2 separate regions of the Siniperca chuatsi genome follow, and region 1 is linked to region 2. The links are chromatin contacts, called in public Hi-C maps. All regions are on one chromosome and are shown on one strand. The core of a region is the stretch at or near the end of the contact, and the rest is flanking DNA. Distances in the headings are between cores, read along the strand shown. Region 1 holds the start of adm2a (protein ADM2a). Region 2 overlaps sbf1 (myotubularin-related protein 5).

What was found. Hi-C and Micro-C count contacts between places; a contact is called where the count stands out from the background.
Region 1: a Hi-C map of liver shows a contact between it and region 2, with 1.9 times the contacts expected there. The contact joins the promoter of adm2a here to the enhancer-like site in region 2. A contact is called at or near these places in 2 of 3 Hi-C or Micro-C datasets (liver and skeletal muscle).

What each region holds. Positions count from the first base shown.
Region 1 is chrLG23:19,547,560-19,550,379 of ASM2008510v1, reverse strand. adm2a (protein ADM2a) reads right to left here and starts at 1,511. Exons shown (of 3, transcript XM_044187022.1): 1 at 1,205-1,511; 2 at 530-837. The coding sequence starts at 627.
Region 2 is chrLG23:19,495,062-19,497,761 of ASM2008510v1, reverse strand. All of the region lies in intron 10 of sbf1 (myotubularin-related protein 5), which reads left to right. Among protein-coding and RNA genes, the nearest start is that of LOC122871651, 35 kb to the right of the region's middle. Within about 2 kb of position 1,396, the one cell type or tissue checked has an H3K27ac peak away from gene starts, as active enhancers do. A contact at or near this core is called in liver, where this site is marked.

The sequences.
Region 1 (2,820 bases), core at 262-2,761, 53 kb before region 2:
GAGAGGGGGGAAAGTGAATGTTTTAGGAATGCTAATTTGTGTTCAGTCGTAGGCTAATGTCTGCTTATTTAAACAATGCGACAGTCCACTGGAAAACTACGACAATTTGGAGAAATTACTCGACTTGAGGCAGTGAAAAAGGATAGCCCATGTTAGCTTAAAATAAATGCTTTGTAGCTAACTGGCGTTATTTACACATTAAAGGCTACTGTCGTAAAAAAAAAAAAAAAAACATGTTCAACACATCATTTAATAGCCTACCTAATAACACCATTATAGCTCATTTACAATTATTAATAAATAGCCTATAACATTGCTCTTTAACTCTTTAACTCCCAACCAAGCAGGTTAAAGTGGCCATTATAGTGCCTATTAGCCTAACGGGGCGCAAGAATATTTACATAAACTGTAATGCGGCTCCAGGTGAGTTTATCTTCCTATGTTTTAAGAGTGTGATTCAGCCAATCAGAAGCGAGGAGCGGGTCTCTATGCTTAATAAAGTAGTAGCACAATAAGTCGCGTGTCCTACCTGTTCTTGTTGGGAAGCTCCTCAGCCGGCAGAGCCAGCAGCTGCTGGAGGGAAACCAGGCTGATGCAATACACAGTAAGCGGGAGAAGGGACCGCATCTCCGGGCCAACTTTCACTTTACACCCTCCCTGGGAAGGAGGGCGCGACCACACGGACTGGGCGAAGTTTAAATCCCAAGAGTGGGAAAAAAAAATAAATAAAAAAAAAATAGAAAAAAAAAAATAATATGGAAAAACAGAACAATGATCCCCAAAGATGGATGTTGGCTTCAGATATCCAAGCTTGGCAGTGGAGATTGTAGATGAAACCTTTGGAGAAAGCAGAAGTAATAAATGATCAATGAACCTGCTGCTCATAGTCAACCGCAACAGAAAAGGGAGTCGGTGAAAGTGCGCCTGATGAATGTACTCCCATTTCATTCATTTAGACCCTTCACTTGATGAGAAACTTTTCAAACACACTATGTGGGCTAAAAATATCCCCAGTGGATTCTTCCTCTAAACTTCCGCTTATAAACTTCTACTTCCCATTAAACTTGTGCACCAGATAAAGACTTTACATTCTTCTGAAAATGTCCAAATATGCAACCAACCCATTATGCAAATACTTTGGCAAGATGTTACACTGTATGAACAAACCCACTCATAACATAACATAAGTAAAGAGAAGTCTTACCTTCTTGGTATTCAGCCTATAGCCCAGAATCTGAAGCTTTTTTCCCCCATGGATCCAAACGTGTTGGTCAAGATGAAGTTCTCCAGTGTGAAGCTGAGCGCCTGGTGATATTGTGGATTTAAATACTGAGGGGGCGGAGTTCACTGACTCAAGTGCCGGTGTGGCAAAGGCAAAGGTGCTGTAATGTTATTATCTCCCATGCCCGAAAACTGTCAAATCACTATTAAGCAACACAGCATTAGGTCCCATTAGGAATATTATAATATACTGTAGTGATACAACATGTTTTCTAAAATACCATAAAATCCATAAAAGGTCGCTGTAAAGTCACAATTGAGCACCACAGAATCACTATAAGTCCCCATAAGAATATTGCTGATAGCTCAGGATGCTAAGGACACTTATATTATCATTATTATTATTATTATATTACCTATTATTATAAGCTTAGGACTATTCAGCACAAAGTACTTTATCTTAATCAACCATGTGAATACTCGGGGAAATAGCCCACATTTTCATGAATTTCTTGAGCAGTTTGTCTTCCTGACCAAACCCTCCTCCTATCTCTTATCATCACTGTCAGCCAAGTGTGTGAGGCAGATAGAAAAGAAATGCAGGAATCTTCGCAGAATCCCCAGAACGTGTCGTCACGTCACGTCACCCCCCCCAGCCCCAGCGTGCAGCATCCCTGACATCCACCCAGCGCACTGCTGCGGCACCGCACGTACTTTGAAGCTCCTGGTGGGAAACAGCCTGCTGTGTATGATTCATTAAGGAAGAGCTGGGAGCCCTGCAGAAATTGTCGTAAAAGTTGTGACCAAACCGTGACTCCATCACTTTCAGTTGCGTTCTGAAATCTGATACAACAGATACGGGTCGAAACATGCGTCTTACAACTCTGTGCAGCTTATTTCACCTCGTTAGTGAGCATTATTGTCAGTGTCCAAGGTCCCTTCCTTGCTTTCTAACTCAATTGACTGATGTGGCAACACACTACTAATACATACACCTGATCCTGCTTCAAATGCGGTTACGCAACATTCATTTCCAAGAAAGCATGTCCAGCGGAGCTGAGCGGACGCCTTTCCTGGTACTGGAAAGATGCTGCGCATCCATGTACAAGAGAAACAACAACAGAGGCTCCATAAACATCAGGCCTGCCACAGAAAACTGCACATGTAGTAGGTGGAAAGGCATGGTTTTCAATGTAGACAGCTATAGGCCCAGGATGTATGTTTTATCATTACATTTGAGTCACAGAGCTAAAGAAATGCCCTGCAATCTTAAAAAAAAACCAAAAAACCAGAGGGTCATTCAACAGCACCTCCCACTGTTGTGAAGGTATTTCCAGAATTCTCAGAAACACTTCTAACCATCTGGAGCAAAAAATATTCTGTCTGCATGGTAAAAAAAAAAAAAAACGTCCCAAGTTTCTAGGTAGTTGGAAGTGACTTGTAGCATGTCTGTCCCAGCTCTTTTTGTAAAATACAAGCAACATTTTAACACACTGTTTTGTATAAAAATACAAAATATTGGAAAGTAACAACAACATTTACAAATTAATTAGGCTAATTGTACAAGTTGAGCGAGGACATATGTCATTTCCAGTGACC
Region 2 (2,700 bases), core at 147-2,646:
TCATGTGCAATTAGTCTGCTTTTATCCAACCTACGTTTTTACTAATTGATTATATATTTCCTTACTTTGAAGCAATTTTGAGTTTGAAAATCCTATATAAATTACACTTCACAATTATGTTGACATTATCCTGTTTGAATCAGCAATTGGAATTATAATATAATTCAAAATGTATTCATACAGCCTAACGATATAATTAATGTAAATTAACTATTGATGCTATTATAGAACACTAATATCAATATGAACATCTGAAACTGCAAAACATTAAATTATGCCAATTGAAGGTTAATTTGTCTCTCTATATAATATGGTCAACTGGAACTGTAATCTTTTGGATGCTTTAGCGCGTCAGGCCCTTGGAAGAGAGCGTGTCTTTAGACAGCCTGCTGATATATTAGCAGAGACAGATGAATGGTTGTTGTCGCGGTTTAGATTACCACGGGTTGTGCTTCTACAAATGTGTAACTTGTTAGAACCCCACAGACAGACACAGTGATCCAACCCTGTTCCCTTAATTCCACTGCTGACGCTGTTAAAAATGATAGACTTTCCTTTATGGATCTTCGAAAGCAGGACTCGTAACCCGTGAAGTTCTTCTTTTTACTCTTAATGTCGTTTTCATGACTTCCTGACATATGAGGCAGTACGTGCAGCCTTATATGGTATTATTGGGGCGTTAATTATGCGAATTTGAAATTCTCGTGAACGCGCACACAATTACGCACATCATATTTACGCGGGTCATTTACACAGTTATCTGAAGTTAGGAGCATTTGCTGAAGCTGACATGGAAAGTTAAGAGAATATGAAAATGTTCTTGCATGAAAACCCAATGTCCAGGAAATTTGTTGTTCACTCCCTGTCTCCACGCAGCGTGACGGCACTTTTGAGACGTTTTGCAAAAGAAAATGGAAAGAAAATTGCAGTGTCCAGGTTGTGCAAAGCTGATACCAGCAGCAGTACAGCCTTGAGTCTAAGTGGATCAAGGCTGTACTGCTGCCTCTTATAAATATTGACTTTAGGGAGGTAAATACTGTTTGTTATATATCAGTTCTATAAATTATTTTATCTTTTATATTTAGAGAATTTTCTAGAAGTGTCTGCATTTTGACATTAGTCTTTTTCTGTTAATCAATATAAAAAGAAATCTTAGTTGACAGAAACTGTATTGTAATACAGGACTTACTTCTAATAGAGTATTTTTACATTGTTGTATTGTTACCTTTACCTAAGTGAAAGATCTGAATACTTCTTCCATCACTGTTGCTCTGCTTAAAATAAGATAAAATCATTTAAGGACAAACATTATGCATCCATCTTTTATATGAAATGGACTGCTTCTAGTTATCTTTATTGCCCTGGGTCAGTTGTGGGAAAATCCTCCTAATGTGTCTCAACCCTTCCTGGATAGTCTGGTTTGTTTGCTGTTGTTGTGACTCCAGTCGCTTGTAAAACATGATGATTCACTTTATTTGACTATTGTCTATAAAATTAGGAGAGTTTTCCCTCTGCTGGTTGCACAGGGTTGGAGTTTTTGGAGATGTGATGTCACTGAGGCAAAGGTTAGGATGTGTTTATTCTAGAGAGGCTGGAGCTGGCATTCACTGCTCTGTCTCAGCTTACATATGCCAAGTGTGTGTTTGGATGCTGTGAGGAGCCTACATTTTGGGAATCAAACATGCTCTTCCCACGGGCTCTCACCGTATTTGAAAAATATTGGTTATATAAGAAATGCATTGTTTGGTTTTTGTTACTTAAATAAAATAGGAGCTGAAGAGAAAGTCTCTCTCTGCAGATGTCAAGTAAAACAGCTACAATAAACTCTACATTTGCAGTTGAATGATCTGCATAGAAGAACTACACAATTAACAGACTCAGATATTTACAGCATGTCCTGCAGTTAAAAATGATGTCAATACAAACTACTACTCAAAACTTGCAAAATAATACATTATCATAATGCCTGGACAAATAATTCTAAGTTTTTATTTTGACTCATCTATGACAAAACTTCATAACATTACACATTTTCTTGTTTATGTTAACCCTGAAAAAGCAAAATAATAGTGATATTAAATTCCCACCTGTGGATACATTTGAAAAGGCCCCAATTGTCTCATCTCATCTTTTTAGCTTTGTCTTTCCATCCACACTAAGCCAATGAAAAATTTAACGTGGATGAATTTAAAAATGTCAGGTCAGGTATTGTGAGCTAAAATTGAGCTTTTTGAAAACACCAGTGTTGTCATGTAATGTGGTGTAAAACTGCTGTCTCAAGGAGCCAGCTCTTGCCCTACGAAATATGTTGAGGCATTTGTCTCTTGACTCTACATTTCATCTGGGTGGTAAACCTTTAGAAAAAAACAAGAAAAACTAGTGTGGACTGAAGATTTTCAACTTGTAAACAGCAGCATGGACATGACCTCAGCTATGTCCAATACTGTGCCTGACTCTGATCCTCAAACCAAAACAATGTCTTTGTCAAGTCTTGCTTCTTGGTCATAATTCATCTTACCACATCCACCATCTAACCTTTAATTCAATTCAATTTTATTTATATAGCTCCAATCCATAACAGAAGTTATCTCATTGCACTTTTCCTATAGAGCAGGTCTGGACTGTACTCCTTATAATATTAATTACAGACCCAATAAATCACACCATGAGCAAGCATTTGGCGACAGTGGCAAGGAAAAA